Linked DNA regions of Mus musculus: region 1 is linked to region 2. The links are chromatin contacts, called in public promoter capture Hi-C maps. All regions are on one chromosome and are shown on one strand. Each heading gives the region's core, a stretch centred on a gene start, on an enhancer-like site or on the middle of the called end of the contact. The rest is flanking DNA. Distances are from core to core; before and after follow the strand shown.

Region 1 (6,473 bases), core at 946-3,445, 2.9 Mb after region 2:
TCTCCACGCATTACTGACTATTGATACTATTTCAAATTTGCAGATGTAGCGGCTGTCTAAAAGAAACCTTTCTATTACATAAGATTGATAGTATTTTTTTTTAAAAATGGGGAGAGAATCAGTTTCTTCAAGTTTGCCAATTAACGATGAAGTGAAGACTGCCCAGCCACATGATTTACAGTCAGTCTGCTCTTTTTGGAAAGCTCTGTCCTTCAATACTGATTTACAAGTACAGGTATTTCCCGTGATGCTATTCGTAAACTCCTGAGAAGGCCTGTGTGCCCATCAGCTCTCTGGTAAAGAACCTGTAAGAGGCCGTCTGAGTGTAAATTACACAGTTTACATATCTGAAGAGCTGCACATAGGAAGGGCTGGTTCGAGCCATGGGAACATCATTCTAAAATGCCAGTGCCAAATTTGGCACACAGTAAATGAGATTTAGACGACATCTTCCTGCAAGGTGCACACATTTCAGAAATTCTCTCCATAAATATTCATCAGGGAGAGAGCAACGAGGGAGGCTTTGCTCTCATGTGATTTTTACAAATAATTTTTATCCTGGCTGTAGTATTCCCTGACACATTGTTAACATATTTCCATCTTGAAACAAATACTGTATGGTAGGCTATGTAAATATCCTCCTCAAAGAGCATATCCTAAAGATGATGGGCACATTTTTATCCCTCACTAGTATTTCTAACATGAAACAGGTGTGGGGAAAGTCCTATCTTTATCCTTCACATAAACATAAGAGCCATCAGTAGTAAAACTTTTCAACGTTCAAGTGGCAAAGGACTTCCTGACAAGCTTTTTGAGAAATTTGTCCTCTTGGACTTACAGTATAGTTGCTTCCCTTCCTGAATTGTATACTTCCTTAGATTGTGGGGTTGAATTATGCATTTTCAAATTCATATACTAAAATCTTAACTTCTTGTGTGTTAGCGTTTGACCTGCTTATGAAAAGGGTCTGTAATTATTTCACCCAATTAAGAAGAGCTGATACTGGAACTGGACAGGCCTCTGGCTCAATATGGCTGGTACAGGTTACAAAGAGGAATCTTGGATACAGACCCTCATGAAGAAAATAAGCATCGTATGAAAAAAATGAGTTTACACTGCTACACACTAAAGAACTATTTAGAAGTAGAAGAGAGATCTGAATAAATCCCTGCCCCCATGCTGACACCCTGACCCCAGATGTTCAGTCTCCAGAATGGTGAGGTAAGCAGTTTCTACTGTTTAAGCAAACATGTTTATGGTACTTTGTTTCCTGGAAGCCCCATGATACAGTTAGGTTTGAAGCTGCAACCTCCTGGAATCTACATTTTAAATATTCCCCCAAATGGCTTGGAAGTCTTTGAGAAACAGTGCTATGTAGATAGGAAAAAGAAATTAAATCCACCTTTCGATGTAGCAAATACGTGCTTGTTCTTGTAATTTGCCAGCAGTCTTAACTTGGCTGATGACCCATTGGGGGTCTTGCCAGGGGAGGCCTTCACTACCCATTTCTTCCCACCACTTACAGAAAATACATACTTATATCTTAAAAGAGACTGAAAAGCACCAATCTTTTCTTCTCTCCTACCCTTAATAGCTTGATTACTCCGCTTTAGATACACCAGCTGTTACCTTGGTAAAGCTTGTGTCTGATATTCTGCTTAACTGACAGAGCCGGAGGGCTGTAATATTCTCCTTTGTGTGTCTCTGGCTTCCAGCCAGCAAACACAAATAATGCACTCTGAATCTCCCCTCAACGAGTGTGATAATTGATGATCTCTTGATGGAGAATGGGAAACAACACACGAAATTTGCTCCATATTGTTCTGCGTTGGAATGAAAACTTTTCTGACAAGGCAGTCAGAGCCAAAGTGGGAATGTACATCACCGGAAGCTAGTAAAGTTTAGTCACTGCAAAGATCTGGATCTCGCCACCTCTGGATCGCACTGCCCCTGTCTGCCTGCCCTCCCTCGACAGCGCTGAAGTGGAATCCGCACTTGCCCCTTTCCTGTCTCCCTCACTTTCCTGGCTTACCATGACAGAAGCAGGAACTTTGCTTAGGGATAAGTGAACTCTGCAGAGCAGGAACGCTCACGGTTGTCAAGACGACAGGCCACGCCCACTCACAACTCCCAGTGTTTTGCGAAGGACAACCTGCGCAATCGCACTGTAGTCTTCCGGTGAGTACTGCCCAAGTCGTAGACTGGTTACACAAGCCACACTTCCCACATAAGGTACGCCCACATCGCGGCTTTTACCTAATCCCGCCCATTTCCGCCTGATGCCCCGCCCCAGCAAAGAAAGCGGCCTCGAGTCCCATACACTGCTGCCTGTAGTCCCGCCCTGAGCCCACCCCCGCCTCTCAGCTCCGCCCACTTCCGGCAGACGGTCGGAGCATTTACGGCCGTGGTGCCGCAAAGCGCTGGAGTGAGGCGGTCTGAGCAAGCTGTCGTCTGGACCCCAGACCTGCTGGTGGTGAAGTATGCCTTAGGCGAGGGCTTCCGGGCGTGGGGAGAGCTGCGTCTCACACTGAAACGCAGGCTGACCTGGAACTCGCGGGCATCCCTCAGCTTCCTCCTGAGAGCTGGGGTTATAGCCGAGGCCCGCCACGGCCAGCCTTGTAAAAAGGTTTCTTCCTCGCTTCTTTTGCGTCTGGACGAGCCCTTCCCGGGGGATCTGGGGAATGGCGCCAGCTCACGACTAGGTGAAGCCATAGGTTCCGGGCGGGTCCCCCAGGGAGTCATCTGGCCACAAAGGCGAGCTCCAAGAGGGTCGCTACCTTGATATTAAAGTAGTACAGATTCTTCACTGATCGTGGGAGTTTAGTTTCTATGCAAAGCATTCGCCCTTCTCAAGAGCTGCTCACACACTAGTTTAACGTGACTTCTAAGAACCAGTAAGCCATTGTTGTCCCAAGGTCACGGAGCGCTGTACTGTTGTGGCAGCCTGCAGAATTTCAGCCCTTCTCCATAAGAAAAGGCACTTGAGACGTAGAGGAATGGAGACAGTTCTTTAACCCAACCCCAGCTTACGGCCCGTCTAACCCAAGATAGAGTACTAATGCTCTGTCCCTTACATAAACTAAATGTTCTGTTCAGTAGGACTGACAGCTAGTTTTTGTGGGTTAAGGTCATTGGTTGCACAACACTTAAGACCTTACTGCCCTCCGAACCTTGGTAATGAGATAAAAACTTAACACCTACTGCATATAAATTCAAATTTGTTTTATCTTAGCTGTTGAGGTATGGAAGGTAGCCTTTGTTTTGAATTATTCAACAAAGCAACTACTAGTGTTTAGTGACAGAAAACCTCAGACTAAACTAGGAAGTGGTGTGGAAGTACAGTAATTAACATGGTGACTCAGGAGAAATGGCCTTACTCAAAATCACTGTGTCATTATCAACTTCTCTCCTAAGAGGAAAACTAATAGTAGAGATGTGTTAGATCCCATGGTTCAAGACTCTGTGCATGCTTTTTTGAGTTTTGATGTCCTCTAGTCCCTGGGCAGGATTTGTGAGTAATAAGAGGGCTGCTTTCTGGCATCTCTTCATCTTGACACGGGTTGTACTAGCCCCTCTCTCCTGTCATGTACCTGTACCATCTAAAGGCGTATGGTCGCACAACCTCTGGTATGGGGAAATCTGACAGGACAGTTTTCCAGTACAGTCTGAAGGAATACTGAGTCTAGTTCACTAGACCACTGAAACAATACACTGCCGTCTCCATTTCCTTCAGCTTTTTTTTTTTTTTTTTTGGTCACTTGAACATCATGGGGCAGAATAACATCATTGGGCATCAAGCCCCTATTAGAAATAATAGTGTCCTACTAAAATGACAACGCCATCATTCCTTTACTCAAAGTCCCCAGGGAGAAAGGACTTACAGCTCCTCCTTGCACATATCCATGTTCCTGGAATAGCCCGTGACTTTGAGCCATGCACTCATCCAACTTTGATAACTTCCAGGACTCCATGCAGGTCTCTGCAGCAATTAAGTTGTTTTCTAGTTTGCAAACTAAAGGTTTTTCCCAGCAGCAAAAATAAACTAAAAATTCCTGAAAATCAACTGTATCATAAATTACCATCAAAGTGCATGGGGCAGGGGTAGGCGAATCTTTTATTACTCATACTCTGTGGGAAAAGCAATTGGGAAGGAGAACTAAGGCAGGTCTCTAAAAGCTTTCACAAGTTACAAATGCCAAGTTTTATCTATATAATAATTTCAAGCCACATAGTTTTAAGTCATTCTTCAACAAGGTATACCATCCTGGTATTATATTACTCCTCCCCTCTCTCCCTACTCCCACTGTTAATATTATTAGTTAAACACACCTGTTAAATTACCTTTCAGTATTACACTAAATCTTCAGGGAAAGAAAACAAACCATGAAATTAAAAGAGAAAAGAGAGAGATGGTTATGGCAGTAAGACTCTGGAAGCTGGAGCCCATGAGTGACTATGAGTCAACCCTAGCAAACCTCAGTGGACACTCACTACTCTTCCCAAGAGGAAGCAAGCAGAATCAACTAGGATCTGTACACTTGGACACTAAACGCAACACCAGTCACAATTGTCAGTATTAGTGACAGGGTGCCACTATGTAACTTCAATCATAGCTCTCCTTGAACTAAGGGTCTTCCCCTGCCTCAGCTTCCATCCAGCTCAACACAATAATTTTTGGACGAATTTTGAGAATCTCCATTTTCTGCTAGTTAATTGTAAAGTAACCTTTAATTCATCTTTAAAAATAATCTACTTTGAAATTTTATTTTTCCTGAATAATACAGTCCAAAAGATATTAGTTGTCTGGCTCTAAGCAAAAGCAGCAGCCTTAAGGGACAGGATGAAGGGCTGGGAGACCTTAAGAATTCAAGACAAAGGAAACAGGTCTCAGGTAAAAGTGGTTTGTGACAGCAGCCTAGCAGAAGAGGACACTGATTGGGTGGAGAGGGTAGTGGCACAGGTTGTTGGAGTTAGGACAGGGTGAGCATTCCAGGCAAGAGTGGGATCTGGGAGGGAAGGTACGAGGTGGTGACAGTGGTAAGAATTTGGTTCTAGTAGAAGTGATGATCCAAAAAAGTCAATTAATGAGGATAATAGGAACCAGCTTTTTTGCTGTTGGACATGAGTTTTAGAATTACTGACAGGAAGCTAAAATAAAAATAAATCCTGTAATATGGGAACAAGCTAGTACCAGATTATAGAAAGGTCACTAAAAACCACACACATGCACACAACACTCAAGTCTACAGGTGCACACCTTTACTAGGTGGCACTTACTGCCAAATGGGCAGTTCCATTTGTAGTGCTTCTACTACCGTATTTCTCAACCCCTGGGTCATGACCCCTTTGGGGTCAAAATGATCCTCACAGGGGTGACCTATGACCATCTGCTTGTCAGATGTTTATGATTCATAACAGTACCAACATTACAGTTACAAAGCAACAGTGAAATGTTATGGTTGGGAATCACTACACCGTGAGGAACTATATGAAGGGGTCACAGAACTAGGAAGGTTGAGAAATAGTTTTCTAGTACATACATCGTACTTCCTAAGATACCCCATCCGTGTGCTGGTTTATAAACCCGCTACATGAACGAGGCTCTTGGGAAGAAATAATCTCACAGTGGAGAATGGTGGCAAGTACTGTATTCGGGTGGTCAGAACTACCATCAGCCATACTGGATGGAACACAGTGGGAATCTTTTTTAGGTTTGGTCTAACGAGGCCTCTCCTTCTCCTTGGCAGCTAAAGCACCGAGTCAAAAGCATGGTCAGCAGCATGGATGCTGTCTGCTCTGCCTCCCGTGGAACCTTTCCAAGTGCTCCCTTTGCCCGCTGCCTCTTACTCTGCATTCTCCTTAAGGACCAACCTTCTTGATCTTGATCGAACAACCCAATTTATCTTAGTTTTAAAATTTCCTCCAAGAATACTCTTCTAGATTTGGACTCTTAGTTTCTTCCAAATAATCAAGCCAAGCCTTGAGAGCAGGGCAGACAGCTTTACTTTTGGTAAGGAAAGCAGGCTTAGAAAAGTGGTGTTACCCAGTGCCTCAATAAAACAGCTCAGTACAAATAACCATTTGGGGGGATAAGAAGTCTTAATGGCAAAGCACTTGCACAAACAAGAGGGTCCTGTAGACCTGCAAGTTTGTAATCCCAGTGTACATACAGGGGGGTGAGAGGTAGGAGAATCCCTAAATGAAGGAAGGGCCAGCTGTTTGCAGCAACAACTAAGACCCGTGGAAAGGACTGACAGCTGAGGTCATCAGCTCCAAATGCACACTGGCAAGTACAAGTCTGTACACAAGAATGAAAAGCCAGCTCACCAGCTCCATGGGAAGATCTCTGGTTCTTTAAGATTTACAATGCAGTTATTTGCAAAAAAAAGAAAATCTTCCTTTTCTTTAGGTATATCATGTATAAAAGTGGATCAATTCCATGTTAAGTGAAAATGGCCAATTCGTTACGAGGA
Region 2 (6,474 bases), core at 1,401-3,900:
TACAGGCTTAGCTACAGCCCAATCTTAGGAAGGCATTGCCTTCTCTTTTTTTTTCTGTCCATAATTTATTTTTTGATTCACCTTACATCCCAGTTACAGCCCCTTCCCTCCTCTCTTCCCAGTGCTGCCCTTACAAGTCTCCCCACCCCAGTTACCCAACCACCTTCTCCTTAGGGAGGGGTACGCTTCCCCTGGGTACCACTAAGCACCTCCTCTCCCACTGAGGCCCATTCAGGCAGTCCAGGTAGGGGAAGGGGATCCAATGCAAGGCAATGGAATCAGAGACAGCCTATGCACACATATACATCTATATTCTTGGATGCATTTTTATGTTAAAATTTACCAACCCAATATTGGTCGCCTATATCATACTTTCTATTTTGTTTTTTATAGATTTATAGATTTTATTAATTTTTGGTTAGCATAAAAATAATACAAAAAATGGTATATTATTACATGTTATTATATGTTTTGTTCTCATTTATTCCTCTCAACACATATTTTTCTAACTAAAATACTTTTATTTTTTAATATTTATTCATTTTTAGGGGTATGTATTAAACAACTGAGCATGTGTACTTCTTAAGAAAACTAACAAAGATCTGGAGAGATAGCTCAGTAGGTTTGGAACACTAGCTGTTCTTCCAGAGCATCCAGAACCCACATGGCAGCTCAGAATCATCTCCAATTTCAGGCAAGCAAATGCCCTCTTCTGGCCTCTGCTGGTACTGCATGCACATGATATTAATAATTTTATATATATGCAAAACATCCATACACATAAGATAATACAAATTGAGGGATTTTCTTTAGCAGCATACCAATATACTTTTTTTTTTGGTTTTTCGAAACGATTTCTCTGTGTAGCCCTGGCTGTCCTGGAAGACCTGTCTGTAGACCAGCCTGGCCTTGAACTCAGAAATCTGCCTGCCTCTTTATCCCAAGTGCTAGGATTAAAGGCGTGTGCCACCACTGCCCAGCTACAAGTATGCTTTTATTTTTACAAAGACTGTTTTTATATTTTGCATATGAGTGTTTTGCCTGAATGCATGCCTGTGTGTCATGTGTGTGCGGTGCCTATGAAGATCATATATATATATAAATATATATATATATATATATATATATATATATATTTAAGATACTAGGTAGGTGATAGATAGATGATATATATGTGTCATTTAAATATGTCATATATTTAAAATACTTTTTTGCTGTTTCGCTTTAAAGTCCAAAAGGCCTACTTATTCTTTTTATTCTTGACCATCCCTTCACTGTTTTGTTATTGTTTTTTTTTTATGTTCTAAAGTAAAACAGCAAATGGTGAATGGATACAGTTTGAATATTAGTTAATATTTCTATTTATGTTGATGAGTAACATGTCCAACAGAAGTTCTAACTATGATAAACAAATGAATCAGGTGTGTTTACATGTGGGTATTACAAATAGAACTATTTTACTGAGATCACCAACCACTGAAGTCACCAGAAATAGTAGCTGGGGTCGTGTCAAGGAGCTTACGACTTTGGTGTAGTTGGGATGAAGTAAAGCAGGGTAGGTTTAAACTCATAAGATGTTTTTGGGCTACATAGAGGCAACTCCTTTCTCCATTTTACAGTTATTAAAGTTATTGATGAGGAGCGGCAGCTTATTGAGGGAAAGGAGTTGCAAAAAGCTGACGTTGTGTGTGCTAAGAAAAGAAAGAAAGCAGCGGTGTCATTCAAAGCTGAGGAGCAAATGGTCTCCTGTAAAACGATGAAGCAGTGTATATCTATAATGAGATATAGAGTCCCTGTTACCCAGATTGGCCATCCTCAGAGTTTAAAGAATTAAAGAGGCATCAATAAATACCAGTGTTAGACAGAGACGATTAAAAAAGGCCTTAATATTAAAATCAAACCGCCAAGCGAGACAATCCACAAGGGCACAAAGATTAACAGCAAGGTAAGAGAGGATACTGCAGAGGAAAGAGGTGAAAACAACTCAGCCATTTCTGAACGCCATTCCTCAGGCAAATGAACACTAGGAAACTATAACTGTTAAGAAATGCTATGTTTTTGCACCTGTACATTTTTACTGAGCTCAGAATTGGAAGTTAGAGGCTAACTTCTTCAACTATTCAACAGTATTTGATTGTCATAAAGATGTCATAAAGAATGAGTTTTCAAAGGCCGGGCATGGTGGCGCACGCCTTTAATCCCAGGACTCGGGAGGCAGAGGCAGGCGGATTTCTGAGTTCGAGGCCAGCCTGGTCTACAAAGTGAGTTCCAGGACAGCCAGGGCTATACAGAGAAACCCTGTCTCGCAAAAAACAAAAACAAAAACAAAAAGAATGAGTTTTCACAATATCCCATTGCTATGTGAAGGGCAGCAATCGAGACTATTCCAGAGGATTCGAGTTCTTCCCCTACAGAATAAGAAGAGGCTCGCATGAAAGTCCCCTAAGGCAGGGGCAACCAGAGTTCAAGATGTGGGCGTGGTAACAGCCGGAAAGTCTGCCTCCAGATTTTCAAACGCAAAACACGTGGGAAATACTCATACGGACTAAGTGTGAGCTTCCGGGCACCCGTAGTCCAATGTCAATGGCCCGAGCGCCGGAAGTGATTTGTGGGCAGCGTCTCTTCCGGGTAGAAAATAGCTGGAACTTTCACCAGTGTTCAGTCTGCCGCCAGCCCCCGGGGAACTATGGAGGCCCCGCGACCGGCAGGGACATTCGTGGTGGTAGGAGGTGGCATCGCTGGCGTCACGTGTGCCGAGCAGGTTCGTGGGCGCGTGCTCCGCCCCTTCTGGACCCTGTTGTCGTGGTTACGGGAGATTGCGGCGGGCGGCACCGCTTCGCGGGTCGCTCTTCCGGCTTTTCCCCACGCCCACTCGGCGGCGCCGCTGGTGGGGAGGCTGCGCAGAGCCCCGTTGTAGCGTTTGGGGCCAGGAGTAGACAGTGCCTAATTAGCTAGGAATCCAAAATCGAACCAGACTCCGGGTGGAATAGTGTGCCAGTGGGCAGGAGACCTTGGCGTTTGGACAGAAAATTCTCCCACTTTTCAGATTTCCTTCACACATGAAATTTAGTTTCTTGATAAGTGCCACGACGTTAATAAATAATTTCAACGTTACCTTGAACTCCAAAGATAAAATTTCATGTCTAGCAGAAGTTTGGGGCAAAGGACTACAGATGAGGAAATTCTAATCATGATAAACAAATGAATCAGATGTGTTTACATGTGCGTATTACAGAAAAGAACTATTTTGTTGCGATCACCAACCGCTGAAGTCACCAGAAATAGTAGCAGGAAGTGTTTTTTGAGTTGTTAAACTTGGGTGGTGCAGCTCCTGTTTATCCATCAAAGAGTTCATATTCCAAGTCACGTCATCACTGTGTTACCTTAATCTTAGGAGTTACTGGTAGGAGTGAATTAAGGTAAGGGGTAATTAACTTCTCTTAATGTGTAAAGATTACCAAATAGAGAAGAAAAACATACTCCACAGTGTAGCCTTCATGGGAAGAAAGCATGACTTAAATTGCAAGCAGAGAAGCTGATAAGAGACAGAAGCAAGGAAGACTGCCAGAGTTCAGACCACATAGGTTGATACGACTTGCTGTGTTTAATGAAAGTCTGCAAATAGATGGTTTCGAGTTAGGGGTGAAAGCTTTGTAAATTTGATTAGCTACAGTGTGTGTGTTAAGGGCAAATGGTCGACAGCTGTGTGAAGCAGGAAGCTAACCTGTAGATAGTTCTCAGGAGTATTAAGTTTTGAGAACTTGATCCAACAAGAAATGTACAAGATAGATTACAGAATATGAAGAGGAAACAAAGGCAGAGAGTGGTCAGATATAGGACATTCAAATAGGTTGAGTCACAGGACTGTTGTATGGCCTGAGGGCGTGGGGTTGAGGGTGCTGAGCTTCGTGGGACATGAGCAGGGACATGGGACAGGCAGTGGAACAGAATCCAAGATGAGCAAACGACCACCCCCCTCCGGAGTGTAGGGAAAAGGTAGAAATCGTGAAACTGCTGCATGTTAAGTCTTTGTGTTTTGTTAAGCTAAGGTTCAAATGGCTCTGTCTTCCCTGAGTATGTACTAGTCAGAGAGGGAGTGTGAGGGCCATGGGAAGAGTGATGCTGAGATTCTGTCTCATATCGCAGCCTTGCTTTAATTTTATCCTCAGCGAAGGCAAGTAAAAACACTACTTTAAAATGAATGGAAGTAAGTAAGCAGTCTGTAATTGGCTGTATAGCTTTAAACTGGTATATGGAATAAGTCGGCCAAAGATACTGCTGTAGTGGTTTTAGGTCTTTGTTCTCCTTTATCGTGACTGTACTGTTCATCTTATCACTGTAAGGGTTTACCATCACCAGTGCTGTGGCACTGTGGCTAACACTCAGAATAACACGATTTTACATGTGAGACACTGACGGTTTATTACTTACAGTGCCATAGCACCATGACAGCATCATTTACTCAGTAATGCCTGATGTTCTCTCTCCTGTCCTTTCTCCTTAAAACTCAGCTGGCTGTCAGTTTCCCAGAGGAAGACATTCTCCTAGTCACAGCCTCTCCTGTTATCAAAGCCGTTACAAACTTCAGACAGGTGAGAGGCTCGGCGGAAGATGTGACACAGTTCCCTTTGAACTGTGTGTTGAATTTGTTCTGTCTTGAGAAGTCTGAAGCTTTTTTTCCATTAAAAGTCTACATGTTCAATTGTTCAATGTATATTAGATAGTTACTTTTAACTGAACTAGAAAATTCTGAGATTTTAACTTTTATCTCTTAATAAGACAAATCTCATTGTGTGTATTCATATAGGCCTCTAGGTTCCTTGGTAACTCAAAAAAAAAAAAAAAACAATGTAAAAAGCTCCTGAAAATAGGCATGTTGCAAAAGCCATACAGTCAGATTCCCATGCAGTGTTTGAAGAGCAGCCAAGGTTAATTACTGATCTGCAGAGTTCTGTGTAATGGTTTACACAAACTAGGGAGTTTGATCTGTAGGGGTCTGAAGGATTGTTTGTGGTTGAAGACATGGCAGCAGAGCCCAGTTCTCACTCCACTGTATAACGCATGTGGTAATCCACTTTCTGTCAACATGGCAACGTGCCAGAGAGTGTCAACCTCAAGGGACGGGATGAAAGAGGAGGAAGGGGGTCGGTCAGTCCATGATTAGGTGGCTCAGTGTTCTCTCCTGCAAGAAGGTGGAGCATGGCAGCCAGTGTGTGCTAGAACAAAGCTGCCCACTGCTCGTCAGCTGAAGGACTGAGTTGTAGTCTTGCTCCACAAGGAGCCTAATGTCCCTGCCTTAGGCTCCACCACCCAGAGACCGCCAGACCTTTAACTTGTGGGTCTTTGGGAGATATAAGAGATCAAACCGCAGCACTGCAGTGGGCTAGCCTTGTTTGTGAGTATGAAGCAGTACTGTATAAGACAAAGGAATAACTCCTTAACATGTGCACTGAAAAGTCTGTTTGATCTCATAAAGGTTTCTAAAGTACTGGAAGAATTTGATGTTGAAGAACAGCCAGGTACTATGCTGGAAAGTCGCTTTCCCAACATTAAGGTCATCGAATCTGGAGTAAAGCAGTTGAAAAGTGAAGACCATGTAAGACTTCTTCCTGTTAAATGATATGTTTGCACTGTTAAATCCCGGGGTTTGCTTCTTTTCTCCTAAGCATACTTCTGTCTCCACTATTATCTAAGCCCCTAAACTCTGTAGGCTAGAGGCATGAGTCCCGTTATTAGATAAGTCACCTGCTGGGATGAGCTCTGTGCTTCCGTTTACATGCTTCAGATTCTGGTGGTGTTTGTAGAATACCCATGATCCAACACAAGGCACTGACATACAGCGGAAATAACACTGGGTACTTGGTCCTATGAATTGTCCGTGTCATGGGGAGTGTAGGCTACATTATAATAGTTTACAGAAGTACAGTCATGAAATTGCCATCAAAGCTCAGGTGGCCAAGATCCAGTAAGACTTGACAGAGGGAGTGACAAGCTTGAGCTGGGCTTTTTAAAGATGGTGAGTTAGGAGTTTCGAAGTAGAAAAGGGCATTCTAAGAACTGTAGCCCCCACAGAAGGAAGCAGGGAAGACAGATGGTGAGTCGGTGAGATTAGCGGGTTGTGGAAAGGAGGCTGGTGAGCAAGCCTAAGAACATAAGATTGAGTGACTTCAGGGTTATTTGATAGCCATTTGGCATTGTAACAGTGTGGATATTACAGCATTGTGAGATACAGCTAACATTAACGTTGAGGTGAACTGAGCTGAAGCGAGTAGCTCTTGGCCAACCTCAGGTCACAGCCCACTTGGAGCTGCCCAAGGTAAGCAGGGCCGGGTTGGCAGGCACAGAATGATTGAAAAGGGTCCAGGTTTGAGCTAAGTTTACCAGCTCCTCAAGGTGTTCCTCCTCACACAGGAGCCTCAGGGATGCTGTGTCTGCATGCGAGCTTTAGGAAAGATGGGAACGGTGTCTGTAGTT

What was found. Promoter capture Hi-C pulls out the DNA fragments that hold promoters and counts their contacts.
Region 1: a contact with region 2 is called in a promoter capture Hi-C map of liver, with 8 times the contacts expected there. The contact joins the promoter of Casc1 here to the promoter of Pyroxd1 in region 2. A contact is called at or near these places in 2 of 39 promoter capture datasets (hippocampal neurons and liver) and 1 of 115 datasets of contacts at active chromatin or transcription factors (astrocytes).

What each region holds. Positions count from the first base shown.
Region 1 is chr6:145,208,775-145,215,247 of GRCm38.p6, forward strand. Casc1 (cancer susceptibility candidate 1) reads right to left here and starts at 2,196. Exons shown (of 16, transcript NM_177222.4): 1 at 2,033-2,196. The coding sequence starts at 2,035. Etfrf1 (electron transfer flavoprotein regulatory factor 1) reads left to right here and starts at 2,373. Exons shown (of 3, transcript NM_133688.3): 1 at 2,373-2,478; 2 at 6,410-6,473. The coding sequence starts at 6,453.
Region 2 is chr6:142,343,047-142,349,520 of GRCm38.p6, forward strand. It overlaps Pyroxd1 (pyridine nucleotide-disulphide oxidoreductase domain 1), which reads left to right and starts at 2,651. Exons shown (of 12, transcript NM_183165.3): 1 at 2,651-2,761; 2 at 4,512-4,592; 3 at 5,477-5,596. The coding sequence starts at 2,687.